Regions from separate parts of the Mus musculus genome. Here all the other regions are linked to region 1. Evidence: chromatin contacts called from public HiChIP or PLAC-seq data. All regions are on one chromosome and are shown on one strand. The core of a region is the stretch at or near the end of the contact, and the rest is flanking DNA. Distances in the headings are between cores, read along the strand shown.

Evidence for each region. HiChIP or PLAC-seq counts read pairs in DNA pulled down with a chosen protein or histone mark.
Region 2: a contact with region 1 is called in an H3K27ac HiChIP or PLAC-seq map of SST interneurons, with 5 times the contacts expected there. The contact joins the enhancer-like site here to the promoter of Negr1 in region 1. A contact is called at or near these places in 4 of 39 promoter capture datasets (hippocampal neurons, liver and pre-B cells), 3 of 115 datasets of contacts at active chromatin or transcription factors (SST interneurons, astrocytes and embryonic forebrain) and 1 of 9 other capture datasets (embryonic stem cells).
Region 3: an H3K4me3 HiChIP or PLAC-seq map of stem cell-derived neural progenitor cells shows a contact between it and region 1, with 6 times the contacts expected there. The contact joins the promoter of Tnni3k here to the promoter of Negr1 in region 1. A contact is called at or near these places in 4 of 39 promoter capture datasets (the 3T3-L1 cell line and liver) and 2 of 115 datasets of contacts at active chromatin or transcription factors (forebrain and stem cell-derived neural progenitor cells).
Region 4: an H3K4me3 HiChIP or PLAC-seq map of embryonic forebrain shows a contact between it and region 1, with 5 times the contacts expected there. The contact joins the enhancer-like site here to the promoter of Negr1 in region 1. A contact is called at or near these places in 6 of 39 promoter capture datasets (the 3T3-L1 cell line, the C10 cell line, cranial neural crest and 3 more) and 3 of 115 datasets of contacts at active chromatin or transcription factors (astrocytes, embryonic forebrain and neural progenitor cells).

Annotation. Positions count from the first base shown.
Region 1 is chr3:156,559,593-156,563,678 of GRCm38.p6, reverse strand. Negr1 (neuronal growth regulator 1) reads right to left here and starts at 1,885. Exons shown (of 7, transcript NM_001039094.3): 1 at 1,327-1,885. The coding sequence starts at 1,484. 4930570G19Rik (RIKEN cDNA 4930570G19 gene) reads left to right here and starts at 1,992. Exons shown (of 4, transcript NR_040399.1): 1 at 1,992-2,203.
Region 2 is chr3:154,756,461-154,760,546 of GRCm38.p6, reverse strand. It overlaps a transcript of Erich3 not described here. Among named protein-coding and RNA genes, the nearest start is that of Gm20389, 47 kb to the right of the region's middle. Within about 2 kb of position 2,181, at least 8 of the 459 cell types and tissues checked have an H3K27ac peak or open chromatin away from gene starts, as enhancers often do. A contact at or near this core is called in SST interneurons, where this site is marked.
Region 3 is chr3:155,053,462-155,057,547 of GRCm38.p6, reverse strand. It overlaps Tnni3k (TNNI3 interacting kinase), which reads left to right and starts at 2,141. Exons shown (of 25, transcript NM_177066.5): 1 at 2,141-2,281; 2 at 2,892-3,000. The coding sequence starts at 2,242.
Region 4 is chr3:155,407,671-155,411,756 of GRCm38.p6, reverse strand. No RefSeq gene overlaps it. Among named protein-coding and RNA genes, the nearest start is that of Gm33266, 120 kb to the left of the region's middle. Within about 2 kb of position 1,711, at least 9 of the 459 cell types and tissues checked have an H3K27ac peak or open chromatin away from gene starts, as enhancers often do. A contact at or near this core is called in embryonic forebrain and second pharyngeal arch cranial neural crest, where this site is marked.

The DNA of each region.
Region 1 (4,086 bases), core at 636-3,135:
TTCCCCACCTTAGACATGCATGTATTATACTGGCTCCCTGTAATCTGTACTCAAAAGCAAACTACCACCCAGTGGAGAGAGTGAAGATCTTCCAGGGATATTGGCAAAGCAAGCCAGGTTTTTTTTTTTGGGGGGGGGAGGCAGGGGGACAGTGTAGGTGGGTCTATGGGAAGTGAAGAGCAAGGCAGGGCAGGGAGCCCTGTTTAGCGCTAAGCTTGACTGGTCATCAATTTATATCCAATGGGAAAGGAAATCTTCCCCTGGGCATACTTGGTAGTGTGGCTTCTGAGGAAAACAGGCTAGGGAGACCTTTCACCGACAAACACTCTGTTCATGCTCAGCTCAGTGAAAATAGGGGAAGACAAGAGGCAAAACTACAGACAGAAGAGAAAGGGAAGTGTGTGTTGGGGGTTGGGGGGTGCACGTGTGGAGTGAGTGTGGAGTGTGCATCCTTTAAACACTGGGGGGGGGGGTTCTGAGTGTGAATCATTTCTCACAGGAGGGAAGTGCCAGTGTATGAGAGGATGGGAGAGCTGAGAGGGAGTGTGCTCATAAAATCGAGATTTATGGGATCTGAATATGGTACTGGACCTTGAGTGTGGGTGTGACAGAAAAGTGCATGGGAGGCAAAGCTGGAGACAGATGATGGTCTGGGAGGGGAAGACAAGGGCTATGGTGAGGACCGGAAATTAGTGGAAAGGGAAATCTGGAAAAACAGGGAGAATAAGGAATGACAGGAACTAAGGTGTGAGGGAAACACTGGGAACACTATAGCATAGGAGTAAACCAGAGACTGGAGGCAATAGGGGTGACTGAAGAGGGAGTTGGAGAAATGGGATAGGGGACAGAGGAAGAGGGAAACACAGAAGGAAAGCAGCTACAGGAGGGGGAAAAAAGCTGAATGGAATATTTGGATCTTACTGTTCAAGTGAGAGGGAAAATAAATGGAGCACAGAGCCAGCAGTTGAGAAAAGTCGCTTACGGAGTGAAGCAGAAACAAGCCCTGTAAACTTGTCAGACTCCTGGAGTACCGCTGGCAGCAGAGCGGAGACCTGGCTCCAAAGTGGCACCTGCCCCTCCTTCAAGCCCCACACTTCCTAAGCCCGGGCTGCTTGGAAAGCGCTTTTCCCTCTCTCCCTAATCCAGCCAGACCCCTGCCCCGGGGTCCGAGAAGCCCAGGAAGGGTCATGCGTGGCTAGCCTGAGGTGTGGTGTTTTTGCTCGTGAGCAACAGCAGGATTCACTCTGGGTGTAAAGCAAGGTGCAGAGAGGGAAAGGGACGGAAAGACAGACTGAGGCAAGTGTAGAGAGGGCGCGCGGTCCCTACCTGAGCACCGCTGTGTCACCTTTCCTCACCAGCATGTTGTCCACGGCCGCCCAAGGGAAGTCCACGCTCTGCCCGGCCGGGAGGCAAGAGCACAGGCTCAGAAGCACCGCCGCCAGCCACTGGTTCGAGCAACAAGCGCCCTGCGCCAGGAGCACCATGTCCGTGCCTGCCAGGCTGCTCGCTCTCCGGCAGCGTCGGCTCCCACCCCCTGCTGCTGGCGAGGCTGCCCGATAACCAGGCGGCGCGCCACACGAGATTTTTTTTCCTCTTTTCCTTTTTCTGAGTGGGTGGGTGGGTTTCTTCTCTTTCTCGCCCCCTCCCTAGTTGTCGGGCGTAGTTTCCCTCTTTCCCCGGCCTCGCCTCCTTTCTGCTCCTCTGCAGCTTGCCTTCCCTCCCTCCCCTCCCGCCCCCTGGCACCGCGCTCCACCTCCTTCGGGGCGCCCGGCCGCGTCCGGAGCGTGGCTAATCCCTGGCGGCCGCACACCGTCCTGCGAGGCTGCGAGCAGAGCGCGGGAGGCGGCGCAGGCAGCGCGGGGCGCAGCAGCGGCCGGCGGCCCCCGGGCTCGCGCGCGTTGCCAAGCGGCCGTTTCCGTAGCAACCCCGCCCAGGGATGGAGGACCAGGCAGGGAGGGGGGCCGGAGAAGCGAAAGAGATAGATCAAAAAGAGGAAAGAAGAGGGACTGGGAAGCTAGGGCGACTGAGGATACGCCGAGGTCTAGTCCGGCTTGGCAGCGCGAACTAGAGAGCTTTGCGAGCCGCGGGGCTGGGAAGTCAGGGCATAAGGGCCAGGCCTGCCCTCTGGTGCTTTCGGCTCCTCGGGCCCCCGACTTTAAAGTGCTCAAGTTGGGGTCGGCGCCATCATGACGCCTGAGACTGAGTGAGTTGGCTTTTTTTGTTGTTGTCTTGTATTTTTTTTTTAATCCTGACTAGCTAATAGCGCTGTTAATAAACTGCCAGTTAGCTCTCTCTTCTCTCTCTTCCTCTCCTCTCCTCTCCTCTCCTCTCCTCTCCCCTCCCCTCCCCTCCCCTCCCCTCCCCTCCCCTCCCCTCCCCTCTCCTCTCCTCTCCTCTCCTCTCCTCTCCTCTCCTCTCCTCTCCTCTCCTCTCTTCTCTCCCCTTCCTGTTTCCTTCCCTCCGTTCCTTATTTTTCCTTTAGTGGGGGTATTTCTTTTCACCCTCTCTTGGAGATAAGCAGGGATTGTGGCGGCGCTGCTGCTTTACGGGGACAGTATAGTGATTCGGGCATGCCGACCGAAAGCTAGTGCGTGTGTGAGTCCGCCTGTGCGTACTGGAGAACGCCTGCCCTTCTCTGTGCGTCTTGATACTAACTTGCGCATGAGTGTGTGTGCGCGTGTGGTGTCAGCACAGAGTGTCCACTTGTGAGAGGGAGATGGAGTGTGCAGGGCGCGTGCTGGGCCCGGGAGCGCGCGACACGCAGGCGCAACGGGAGGGATGGGCGGGCCTTACTGGGATGCAGAGTTGGAGGAGGCTGCAATCAGTGTTTTAATTGTGTGGAGCTAGGCGGTCCTGTTATGTAAGAGGCAGTTTAACCCATTTGAGCCTACTGGGCGGAAGGCTTGCGCATTCGGTTGAAGCCAAGGCATTCCTCGGCTTTAAAGAGTCCCAGTTGTATTTTTTTTTTTCACCGCCTCCCAGTTGGGGTGGACCTGCATCCTTTGAGCAGTAACCTCAACCCCTCAAGGGGCAAGCAGTGTCCCGCGGATCTGCTAGCCTACGCCCAGGTCAGGGCAAAACAGGGTACAAGGCACGGGGGTCACCCCATAGTCCACTCTTCCCCCCCCCCCACCCCCTTTCTGGCACTCATTTTCAACCCTAAGATCCTAGAGGTCTTCCAGGCGATTTGCAAATCAATGAGAGAATCTGAATCCAGAACAGCGATTCCAGTGCCCATGAGGAGTTTGGGAAGCTGGTGGTTAGAAATAACTTACCCTCACCACTTGGTTTCCCCCACCTTCCGCCTGTAGCGGTATTTACAAAACACATTCGTCTTTCACTGGTGCTCATTTGAACTCCTTTATTTATTTATTTATTTATTTATTTATTTATTTATTTTATTCTTTTATTTTTTTCTGAACGCCAGCAGGGCCCCGCGGCAGAGCGCACTGAAGCAAGGATCTCTGCAGGGGTCAGCATCCGGCTTCCTCCCCAGACTGAGCTCTTGATGAGGCAGGCAGGAGTCATAGATGTTGGTGGTACCCAAGGTGGCTTTTTATTTTTTATTTTTATTTATCACGTTGTCTAAGGATAGATGGGGTAGGGCCAGCAATTCACATCACCCGGGACCACCCAGACTGACTATCCAGGAGCCTCTAAGCAACATCACCACCCTGCAGAAGATTCCCTGCGAGGCTCAGCAATTAACGGAGAGGTTTGCAGCAGGAGCTACTGATGTGATTAGTATTCAGGCTTAATTCTCAGAACCCGCTCGGGAATTGAAAGTGCGGTAGTATTCAGCCGCATTTCGAAACATCAATAAAATGTTAGTCATTTGCGGATGAATGAAAACATTTTTCTTTACCGTCTGCTGTGCTAGGGAAATTATTGTCAAATGGCAGCCTCCCACTAATATTGATGCCAGATACCTAAAGCTCTCCTCTTGTGTACTTCATTTAACATTCTTGGCAGTGCACTCTGGATAAAGCTTAAAATTATCTAGGACAAACGAGGTATTAGAAGGCTTGACTTCCCACTACGTGGCCAACTAGTTCCATGCGGTATTATTTCGCTATCGATAAACTA
Region 2 (4,086 bases), core at 932-3,431, 1.8 Mb after region 1:
GTGGTTTGAATACTTGTTGGAACTGCTTGGGAAGGATTAGAAGGTGTGGTGTTTTGGCTTGGAATTTCCTCCCTATGCCCCCTTCTCCATTCTTCAATAGTAATATATATTCTGTACCATTGTGTATTGCAAGCATTGAGTTAGGTTTTTTTTTTTCTTTATTTTACAGGGGTTTAGAATTAAAGTATTGCCTTGAAAATCAGAAGACACATAGACTTGGATACATATGCAATGTTGACACTGTAAAAGCCTACAGGGATTCTTGAAGTAGGACTAAGTTAGTTTTGTGCTATGATGTGGCTACAGGCCTATGGGGACAAGGAATTGGAATTTGGTAGGATGAATGAGTGTCCCCCATAGGCTCATATATTTGAATACTTGGTTTAGAATGATTAGAGTGTGGCTTTGTTGGAGGAAGTGTGCCATAAGGGTAAGCTTTAAGGTTTCAATAGACCAGCCATTCCCACCGTTCTCTTGTGCCTCCTCCATGCACATCACGTTAGCACTGGGTGGCCTGTGTGCTGCCATCATATGCTTCAGTCCTCTCAAACAATAATGCAAAATTAAACTAAACCATTTTCTTTGATAAGTTGCCTCGTGCGATGTCTATTCTTGGTTGTCAACTTGACTACATCAAAAATTAATTAAAATGCAAAACACTGTACACACCCATGAGAAATTTTTTTCTTAATTAAATCATTTAAGTGGGAGACCCACTTATAATACAGATCTTTGAGGTGGGAACATCCACCTTTAATTTGGCGATACCTTCTTCTGACAGCCTATGTAAAAGACACAAAAGAAGGAAGTTCTGTCTCTTTGTTTTCTCTTGCTCTCTCTAGTAAGTCCATTTCTTCATTGGCATCGGAGCCTACTTATTCAGAACGCAAGCACATGATAAAGACTGGATGAGATTGTCGGGCTGAACAACGATGATTGGATTAGCTGGACCACAGTCTAAAGATCATTCTAATAAATCCACTTTCTGTACACATAGAGAGATACATTTTACACATTGTTATCTAGAAAACCCTGACTAACACACTTGGTCATGGTGTTTTATCACAGTAATAGAAAATTACCCAAGACAGATAGACAAATACATACACATGTACATATACACACAAAAGGACACATGTACAGATTCTATGAATTATTACAAATTATTCTACCAGTATATAATGTAAACTTATGCAAACATATCTTCCTTATTTTCTTTGCGCCCTTGAGTTCTCACTTTTTTTGCATTTGTATATTGTGTGTGTGGGGAGTGGTTGTTTGCATACCACAGTGTGCAAATGGAGGTCAGAGGTCAGTTTTCTCCCTCCACTGTGTGGAAGCCAGGGACGGAACTCAGATCGCCATGTTTGGTACTGAGTCCTTTATCTTCTCAACTTGGCCTTGATTTCACTTTTTGGTAACTATTTTACCTATAGTACTGCCAGTGACAATCTAAGAGAAACCAAAACCCTGGTCTTATCTTCCCCCTTTCCCCTCCACACACTCTACAATGTTGACACTCCACTCTTCAAACATATTCTTTGTTGTCTGCCTCAGTCTCTTGCCAGGTAGTACTACAAACCACCTGGATAATAGGCAAAAAAGAGCTGACATGACATTCCCTTAAAATCTATACTTAGAAATATGTTTTTACATTTTTACAAAGGTGTAAAAATTTAATAATCCAGGTCTCTCAATGAGGCTAAGGTTGGTTTTTATGAGTCATCTACTCATAAGGGATTCAATTGGTAATTTCCAAAACTGTACATAAGAGCTCTGGAGGGATATGTAGAGTCAAACTGCCTGCCCAGATGGCATGTAGCAAAGTCACCTGAAAAAAGATGTAGTTCATTTTTATTTCACTACAGACTGTGACTGATTTAGAACAGAACTATGTTGGAACAATGGTGAGAAGCCCAGGATGTCAAATTTCTTCTTAGTTTATCTGTCACTGTTCAAATTCCTGCCCAAAATGTTATTGAAAAGTCAGTTATGGAAAACACTTAAATAATGTCATCTGGTTTTTAAACCTGCCCTCTAAATTTATGGATTAATTAAAGAGCATTCATGAAAACAGGGGAATAAAATTGCCTAGTCACCATGTAATAATATACTGTCTAAATTCTGGGAGAAAATGTGCTAATGACACCCAGCTGAGCTATTATATGAACACACACAGCACAGAGAAGTCAAACAGAGCATTCCCAAAGCACCAGAGAGTGGGTAATTGAAGCCTTCCTCAGAGATAGCAGTGAGTAAAAAGAGTAGTTTTCATGGCAATCTCATGAGCTTTGAGGAAGCATTTTACAGAGCAGTATTCATCAACAGGCCCACTGGATCTGCGTCTGGAGCATGTGCCTGGTGGGTGGGGGTCGGATAGGCTTAGTGCACATGTAGCTCTTGTGTTTACTAGCTACACGAACCTAGCAAAAGGCACTTCTCTAAGCTTTCATTTTCTTACCTATAAAATGGTAGTATCCATATTCAAGTGGCAAAATTCTTGTGGCAGTCAATAGTGTTGTTTGTGTGGTCAGTACTGCATCTGGTTGTAAGAGCCTCATGACCCCCCCCCCCTTTTTTCTTCCCAAGGCCTAAACTTCCTTCCAGGAGTGCAGACTCCTCGAGAACATCCTTGTGTATAATGTGTGTTTGGGAGGTTCACCAAAATTCCTCTAAAGGGATGTCCCTCCAATAGTTCAGCTTCGCTCTCCTGTGACTCCACTGCAAATGTCACCTGACCCTTTCATGATGACCAAAGCGGAAGGACGTCTCTCATGTACCTTCTATGGCATCCATGAAGCTGTCTCATCGTGCTTGATAACTTGTGTTAAACATTGGAGATGCGATGATGTGGTAAAAAGAATAAGTTCCCAGCCACATATACATTCAAACCAGAGTGATTTTAGAACAGCATTCATCGCAGACATAGAACATTGAGCAGATGTGTGAGTCACGTTCGTTGACTTGCTGCTTAGTTGGCAATCCTGAAGATGAGCTATCAGTCCCATTATACATCGACAGCACTGAATTCTTCCCTAATTCTGAAAAGGCTGAAAAGTTTACACGAACCCTTGTAAAGAATGATCTACTGGAGCTCTTAATGTCCATTACCTTGTTATCAAAGATATATTCACCTGTTTGGTCAGTTAATGGAGAATATGGCTATAGCATATGATTAATCTGAAAATTAACACCAGAAATTTTATTTTTGTTTTTTATCTTAAGCATCAATGCATTTTTTAAAACACAGCATTTATAGCTAATTTCAGTATCAAAACTCCTCTTCAGGACTCTGAGCCAACTCCTGCCATCATATCCCATATCCATTAGAAGAGAATAAAATTAATTATAGTTAATTTAAAAGGGGCAAATGGACAAAACAAGGACTTGAAGATGAAAGACAGAGACAGGGCAGCATCTGTAGAGAATTCCTAAGGATCGTCACTAGGTAACAGCCAGCCCTTACCTCTGCCCAGGTTGACCTCCGGTTTCCTCATGGGTGTCACCCCGTCATCTGTGGGGCTAAGTCCAGGAGCAGTGTTAGAGCAGCAGTGACCAGGTTCCTGGGCTCCACCTGTTATCTGTCCAACTGATTGGAGAGCACATAAAATATCAAAAAGCATAAGAGAGGCCATAGGAACACCAGCATTTCACATCATTCAAGCAAGTGGGATCAATTTAAATTTAAACAGATTCACATGAAAATGTGACTTGTTTCTAAAAATAGAGATCAAACAGACTCCAAGCTATGATTCTTTTTTTTTTTTTAGAGGAAAACACAGCACACCATAGTCAATCATGAAGGGAGGAGACACATGCAAAGAAATACTTCCATTAAAATAAGACAACAGCCAATGTAGTGATAGTTGCCAAGTGCACATGCCATGATGTGAGTGGAGAAGCAGCTGAGTTGCCTTTTGCTTTTTAGAAATGTGTGTTCTCTATTTGATGACACCAATCATTACTGCTCCTTTAGACGGCTAACCCTACTCCTGCTGACCGCACCCGGAGCATTTCATCCATTAGTAGATTTAATGATTTGACCCCAGTGCTCACCCAATATGAACAGAAGCCATAAGAGGCTGC
Region 3 (4,086 bases), core at 892-3,391, 1.5 Mb after region 1:
GGAGACTGTCCAACATCCTTAGCAATCAGAATGCAAACAAGACTAACACCCAGATTCCATTTCACACGAGCCAGAATGGCGAGCATCAAGATGATACCAACAAAGGCTGATTTCAAGGAAAAGGTAATACTTCGCTGATGTGGGTGAGGACCTCTTTCACCTATTACTACTGGATATTTATCTCAAAGACTCAACGCAGTCAATGACAGAGGATCTGCACACCCATTTTTATGGTGACACTATGCATAAGGGCCAAGCTACAGGACCTGCCTAACTCTGCCCGGGCAGGTGCATGAATAGAGAAAAGTGCCTTATGTGTGAATGGTGGAGTTTTCCCAAGGATAAATAACAAAGTTGTGTCTTTTGCAGAAAAGTAGATTTACCTGGAGAAAATCATATTAAAAACTTAATTCATTTTGAGAAATAGAGTAATGGGGGAAGTGACTAAAATGTAAGACATATTTACCTGAAAACTCAAATTCTTATGAAACAGATGCTTACACGTCTATATTTATTGACATTATACTGAGCCCTGTCCTTTTGTGCAATAAATATGTATTACTAAGAGTTAATAAAATAATAAAACAAGTATCTAAGAAAAGAGCCACTATTTCTGATAACTACTAACATTATCATTTCCTGTACACTAATGTACTAACTCCCAAATTGTAATACAAATCACATGCATGCATGTTATAGCTCCCTGGAGGATCATTCCTGAGGAAGTATGTGGTTTAAGACTGAGAAATACTAATGAAGTCAGTTTCCTGGGCTGGTGAATCAGAGAACAGCTTGTCTGAGGGAAGCTAGGCTCTCAAAACAGAGAGAATTGGGGTTTCACCATGCTTAGAACAAGCTGCATGGGGGTCACACAGTACTGGGAACTAGCTGGCAAAATCAACAGTGTCTAGCTTTCAAAGGAGAAAACTGAAGAACTACAGATCAAAGTGACCAGAGGACCCTGCACTATATAAACTCTACATATCCCTGACAGGCCTTAATGACAAGAAGAGAGTCCAAACCACCAAGAGTAGACACAAGTACAAAGCCAGGTACTGAGTTCGACTTATTTTATCAGTAGGGCAGCCCTTCCCTGGGGACCTTTCCTTTAGCTTGCTAAGGCAGGGCATGAGGATTCCTTAACTCATCTAAGCATTTGTTTAAGAAGAGCCATTTGAATATTTGATCATAGTAAATGTGAATCCAACACCTCCTACGTTAAAGCTAAGTGTGACTTTCAAGATTGGAATTTACAGCTCTCATACACAGTAAGATCACCTAGAAGAAATATATAGAAAATAACCAATAAGTTTCCTATGTTATTTCCATTTTTTTTCCATCCCACACTGGGTTCATTTATTTCAGTGCAAATGTGCGTGGAAAAAAAGCAACAGTGTGAAGTAAATGGAAGGTGTGTGGAATAACTCAGGACACAGCACATCAGAAATAACGGCAGTCTTAGACGTCAGTGTCGAATGGTTCAGGATCAACTTTGGGCTCCACTCCCTGTTTGGAACTGACATAAAAAAATTCATAATTCTGCTTATTGCCCAGAAATGTGTAAGAAAGCAATGTTGAAATGTTTTTCTGATCACTGTTGTTCTTATGATAAATTGGTATTTATAAAGCACTATGTCTTTTTTCTTGTCTGTGACTTAGGTAGGAATAATCAACTGCAATGGTCATGGTGTGTGTGTGTGTGTGTGTGTGTGTGTGTGTGTGTGTGTGTGTGTGTGTGTGTGAACCCTAGTCCCTGCAGATACACATGCAGGTCTCAACCCAGTGCTGATTGATAGGAATTTCTGTTTCTTCACATGGACAACTTCCACTGTTTCACCGGTGCCAAAGATGCCAAACACTGGCTGGCTGGCTGGAGTCTCTTTCAGTGGAGCTCAGAATCACCAGTCACTTTCCATGTTCACTCATTGAGGAACTGGCCTACCCAGAGGGCATGTGTGGATGAACAAGCAATCCACTGATGGAAGCCAATAGCACAACTGAAATGCTTGCTGTTTACCTTTCACACAGCTCCCTTAAAACAAACCCAGCCACTACACGATCAGCTCACCTTTGAAGGCACACTCTGCCTTGCTCTCTGACGTCCTTGCATGACATTCCATTCAGCACTTGGCTTATTTTTAGAAAGACTATCAACATATTTTCAACTGGTCTGTTTCAGCGCTAGAACTTGGAATCTTATATCGTGAAGGGCAGCACAGGAGGAAAGCAGACTTCTTTAAAATGGGGAATTACAAATCCAGACCGACACAGACTTGTTCTGGTAAGCCTTCTGATTTCCACCATGTTCTGCTAACATTTCTCGCTTTCTTACATGCAACACAACTCACTCCTAAGAGTGGATGTGTTTCAAATCACTGAGATGTGTGCCGATCTGAATGCAGAGAATATTAAGTGTTGAGTTTATTTGAACTTACTCCTTTTCCCTGAAACAGTTCTAAAGGAAAACAGAGAACTTCTTGTTAAAAAATATTGGTTTAGTCCTTTCGTATAATATGATAGAAAGTTTGAAGAACTATTGAGTATAGAAATTTTAGAATTATATCTTAAGTATCTAGTATTTAAAAGCAAAAGATACTGTCTAGCAATGAGATTGCTGCAATTAAAATGCAATAAAATCAATAAGATAAGTCAAATATACTCTTTTATGTAAATATATTGTACAATATCAAATGGGTTCTTAATTACTACAATCCCAAAGTGATTGCATTACAAACATAAACATCTGCATTAAACCCACAATCAGTCATTTAAATTAAGTATTGTAGAATTGAGAATAAAAAACAGGGTTTTGATTACTTGTATGCTATGATCTCTGTCTACATTTTGCAAAATGCAATTATGAATCAATCCTATTTGTTTTTCTTTTCCAGATGAATGGAAGAAGAAAGTTAGTGAATCTTATGCTATTATAATAGAAAGGCTGGAAGATGACCTGCAGATCAAAGAAAATGAATTTCAAGAACTAAGACACATCTTTGGGTAAAGTCAGAGTTTTTACTTTTTAAAATACATGTCTCCATATTTTGTTTTTAGGTATGATGTGCGTGCAAGCATAAAGCCTTAGCAATAAATAGGCTAAGTCTTGGGTATAACCAGACTAAACTTTAGAGTGCCAAGTTATCTGTTCATAAGAATTCATGTGGCTCCCAAAATGGAAAGATCACACCTCCCTCACTAAACTATAACCTAAATTCTGTCCTCACAAAAGTTGAGGGAGAAGAGCTTGGAGAATAGGCAATTGGGCACAAGCTGTCACTATTCCAAGTAACCTACTCTGGAATTAATCACTAAATTATTTATTCCGTGCCACTAACAAACAGTATTGCTTATTTGCCAGGTTTGCTGATGCTAGACCTGAGTCTCCTTGAGGAATAAGAGAAGTTTTACCAACCCCCTGTAGATATTGGAGGCCTTCTCCAGGAAGGCTGAGTATAATTCCTTTGCTCAGGGCCTGAATATAATTCCCTTGCTCTGTATACATTGAAGGCTGTCTTACAGTGGGACAGAAAATTATTTTACCCTCATTTTTGTAATATGTGTGATATCCGCTTCTGCTTTATTATACAAAGAACAACAACAATAACAAAACAACAACAAAAACATCCTGGACTGGGACAGCATCACAACCCTGTAAGGCACACAATGTTTAGACAAGAGGGGCAGGAACCCAATTTGTACCAAAAACCTCCTAGAGAATTTGAATCTGATGCTGAGAAACTAGGTATGTTTCAATGCAACAAGCTTTCCAACTGTCTTAGCTTTACCAGTGTTACCATGAAACTTCACATCCAAGGCATCTTGTGGAGGGAAGGGCTTATCTCACTCATGGTTACATATCACATTTCATCATTAAAAGCAGTGAGAGCAGGAACTCAAGTAGGGTTAGGAACCTGGAGGCAGGAGCTGGTGCAGACTAGGGTGGGTTGCTGGTTACAGGCTTGCTCAGCCTGCTTTCTTATACAACCCAGGACCACCTTCTCAATGGTAGCAGTATCCAAAATGACCTGGGCCCTCCTCCCATAAATCTCTCATTAAGAAAAAATGTCATACAGCAGTAGTTCTCAA
Region 4 (4,086 bases), core at 462-2,961, 1.2 Mb after region 1:
TCCCATGAGGTAGAATAATAACTTAGTCTGTGTTTTGCTATGTCAAAGACTTCAGTACATCATTTCAAGTGGAAATTCATGGCCAGGTCTAACAGTTGCACCCACACAGTGTCTGTGAAAGGGAAGCAGTGTATCTGTTGTCTATTATTGCTATTGGTAACTAACAGTTGTCAGTGTTGACGGTTTAACACAACACATATTTCTGCCGAGTCTACTATGGTTCAGTCTAACATCCTCCTCTCTCCAAGCTGCAGAAGGGAAGTGTCCTTCGCAGATCTTTCAGGATGTGATAGAGTTAATTTGTTTGGATCTCTAGGACTGTTTGCATGCAGATTATCCTTTAGAGACAGTTCAGGTTTAAAAGGCTGTTGGATTTCTTTGTTCTTGAAGTGACTCACATTCAAGGAAAGATAACATGTCAGCTCCTCCCCATACTTTGATCTCTGCTGCTTCTTCCAGTTGCGTCCCTGGCCTCTGCCTTTCCTCTCTCTCTAAAGTTTTATGAAAATACATCAGCTCCATAAAATAATTCTGCGTGATAATCTCCCCCCTTTGTAAAGCCTGTGGTTTTACAGTTCAACCTTTGGTGTCTTTACAAAGAACCTCACAAATTTATCTCCAGGGCAGGAGTCTAACTGTCTTCAGTGGGAGCATACCCAATATTCTCCAATATCTAAGCGTGTGTCTTATACACTCCTGAATAATCTGGAAAGATATTTAGGAGAAAAAACATGTATACATTAAAAAGTAATTAAGAATATGTCACATGAAATAATTTATGATTGTGTCCCTTAATATATTTTTTACCCAATTAAAAATTAATGCAAAGGGTAGATTGTAGTCAGACAAAGAAGACAGATATTTGAGTACACTTTTATTAATTTTTTTCATGTCACCCTTTCCTAAATTGATGCAGCAAGTTCTCATTCAAGGCTAAGACTGGGATGGCTCTGACCTGTAGTTTGCCTTAGAGTGCAGAGTGGCTTGGGAATTGGCTTGTTTTGCCTTCCTGTGATGTCACAGGGTTAGCCTCCCTCCTTTTTTTTTCCTGTTAAGTTGATTTTATTATTATTCCATGAGGGTTACTTTTCCTTTCTTTCTAACAGTGTACAGGTCCGTTTTCTTTGATTATCTAGGAAATATTCTACAACTAAATTTACTAGAGCATCTAATTTACCAACCTCTGAACTCGGGTTAAACGAGAATTCGTTGTTGGGGATTAATACTCATTGTGCAGCTCGCCTTTGGTCCAAAGCTCTTTAAATTGATTCCTTTTTTTAACATTACACCATGATTTAGATTAGATTTGATTGCCATATCTACAACCAGCTGGTTTCAAACATTTTTTTAGTTGCCATAAAACTGGTAGTGACTGAGACATACTTTCAAGCCTATTGTACAGGGAGCTATTTTAAAATGCACTTTCTTCTTCTTCTTAAAAAAAAAAAAAAGGCTCAAATTTGCCCTAATTTGATTCTTACAATCTTTCAGCTGACCACTTCCATAATCTTTCAGTTTGATCAACTCAGTCATTTATTATGCAAAACAAGTCTGTAAATGCCATATGTCTGCCCTTTGTTTGAATTTAGTGAGTTTTCAGAGGATGGAGGCTGGGGAGGGGCGGTCAGGGCAGAGACATGTCTGTAGTCAAGACAGATCTAGCAGGGACCATGGCCCTTCAACACTCAGCAAGAAACACACTGCGTCTTCACTTTTCAGCCTGGCCATATGTGATGTGCTAGTCTGGAGAGTGTTAATGCTATAAGCAGAGAACACAGCAGTCACATGTGACTTTTATGCTGCTACTTACAGATAGAGCACAGAATCACTGCTGTATTAGGCTGGGAAAAACTACTCAGCAAAACATACATACAACTCATACACAAGGAGGGAGATAGAGAGAAGAGAGGCATCAGAAGGAGAAGGAAAAGGGAGAGGGAAAGGAAGAAAAGGTAGGCAAGGGAGAGGGGATGAGGTATGGAAAGAGGAAGGAGAGGGGACCAGAAGAGGGGGACAAAACAGTTCACCATGACACTTAGAAATTTGTATATTTTATTATTATTTATATCACTGAAGACTAAATACAGCTGACAGTGTGAATATATAGAGGGCCACACATGCATGGTAGAGAATGTTATTTTTGCATGGAACTGACCTATTATATTTACATGAACATCTGGAACAGATTCTCAGAATTCTTACAAACAGATGGACACGAGAAAAAAAAAGCCTGTGATTAGCAGAGCCCTGTGCTGATTGAGTCAGCATGCGGTCCATGTTAATGATCACTGATCTTTATTAAGTTTAAGAGACTTTTCCAAATCAAGTCTTTTTCTCTAATGTGTCACTGACTCATAAGGCAGTATGGCTACTCTGGTGATAAACAGAAAGTCCCAGAAGCTAGGACAGCATCCTGCCTGCACGTGGCCTATTCCTATGATACAATTCTAATCTGAGGCTACTTTCCTCTGAACCCCCAGTTACATCTGTAGAGGGGGGCAGTATGTTAGAAATTTACCTCCTTAGAATCATCACACAGAGAGATGAATCTTTATTTAAATGATGCTTCCATGTTGCGATTCCTTTCAGCAGACTCAGTGCCTCCTACTGCCCTTCACCTGTCTTGAAGTCACATTGTCAAAGCTCCCTGAGCTCCTCAAACAGTCACCCTCTGGTTGCCAAGCAACCACAGATTTTCTACAAGTGCAAGTATCCTGTGTATTTAAACTGCAGTTGGCCTTTTTTTTCCCTTTAACGTTTCAAAGTTTACAAAAATAAATATATGTCAAACAGGCAGAGCTGTGCATATTTTAAAGGTGGCTATTGGCAACCCAGGAACCAGCAAAAAGAACAGGAACCTTGGGAAATATTGTGTCCATGTGAATTCCTTCCCCAAACTCCCACAAAGAGATGTAAACAAAGTGACTACCCCAAGGGACATGTGACAGTAACTGTGTAAGGCAAAGGGACATTTCCTCCTGTGGATTTTCTAGCAAATCCTCTAGACCTATTGGATCCCCAGGCTGTGAATGCTGGGTGAACTGAATGGTTAGTACCACCCATGGCGTCTGTGTCTAGCTGCATCTTTTCTGGGTCAAATGTCTTTGGTTTCCAGAGAAAGGTATTGAAAATGCTGTCATTGTTTGCATATGGCATCACTTCATAAAGAAAGGATGACTGTGAGGAAGCAGAGTCCTCAAGTGGCATTTGAGACTCAAGGAGAAAACTCAGAGGGGTTATTTGACATTCAGAAATGGCTGCATGTGTGGGTGTGTGTGTGTGTGTGTGTGTGTGTGTGTGTGTGTGTGTGTATACATATTATATTTATCTCATTAATAAACAGAAGTGTTTAAATTTTCCATTCTTTTATATGCTTGTATTTAGGGGAAAATTAAGGTAACCCTACTTTTATCTCATATACGCCTCTGAGTCACCTGTTGTCTCAAAGTGTGAGGGAAGATAGTTGGGACAAACACTTGTCCCCGAGAAATCTTGAGTCTCAAGTAAGTACAGTGTTTTCTTTGGAAGCTAACTCTCCCTTCATTAACTGTGAATGCAGAGTTGTCATGATAAACCATGATGTGAATGATGCGTACAGGCTGAAGCCAGTAAATTCCAGAACTTGCCCAACCTTCAACAAATTTCTGTTTCCAGAATATTCTATATGAGTTAATTTGGAGGGGAAAAAAAACCCTCTCTTTTTCTACAACTCAGCATTTGTACCTAAAAATAAAAATACTAAAATCAATGTTGTAGACTTTGCAAAGATTAAAAGACATGAGAGTGGCTGGCATGCTAGAGGTATACCACTTAGTAAGCATACCACTTATTCTGTTTTCCCTGCGGCTCTGACTTTTAATTTACTCAAGAGGTTGGAGACACCTTTTTGAAGAATATGTGAGTAGAAGTCTCGGTCTTTACTCAGGATCTGACAGGTTATTGACTCATCTGAAAGCTAAAGTAAATATACCTGCAACTAAGGGAAAGAAAATAAAAACAAATAGACAAACAAAAACAATCAAACAGAATGACCAATACAAAACGACTTGGATAACTGTACCCAACTTAGACCTCAGGTTTTTGGTG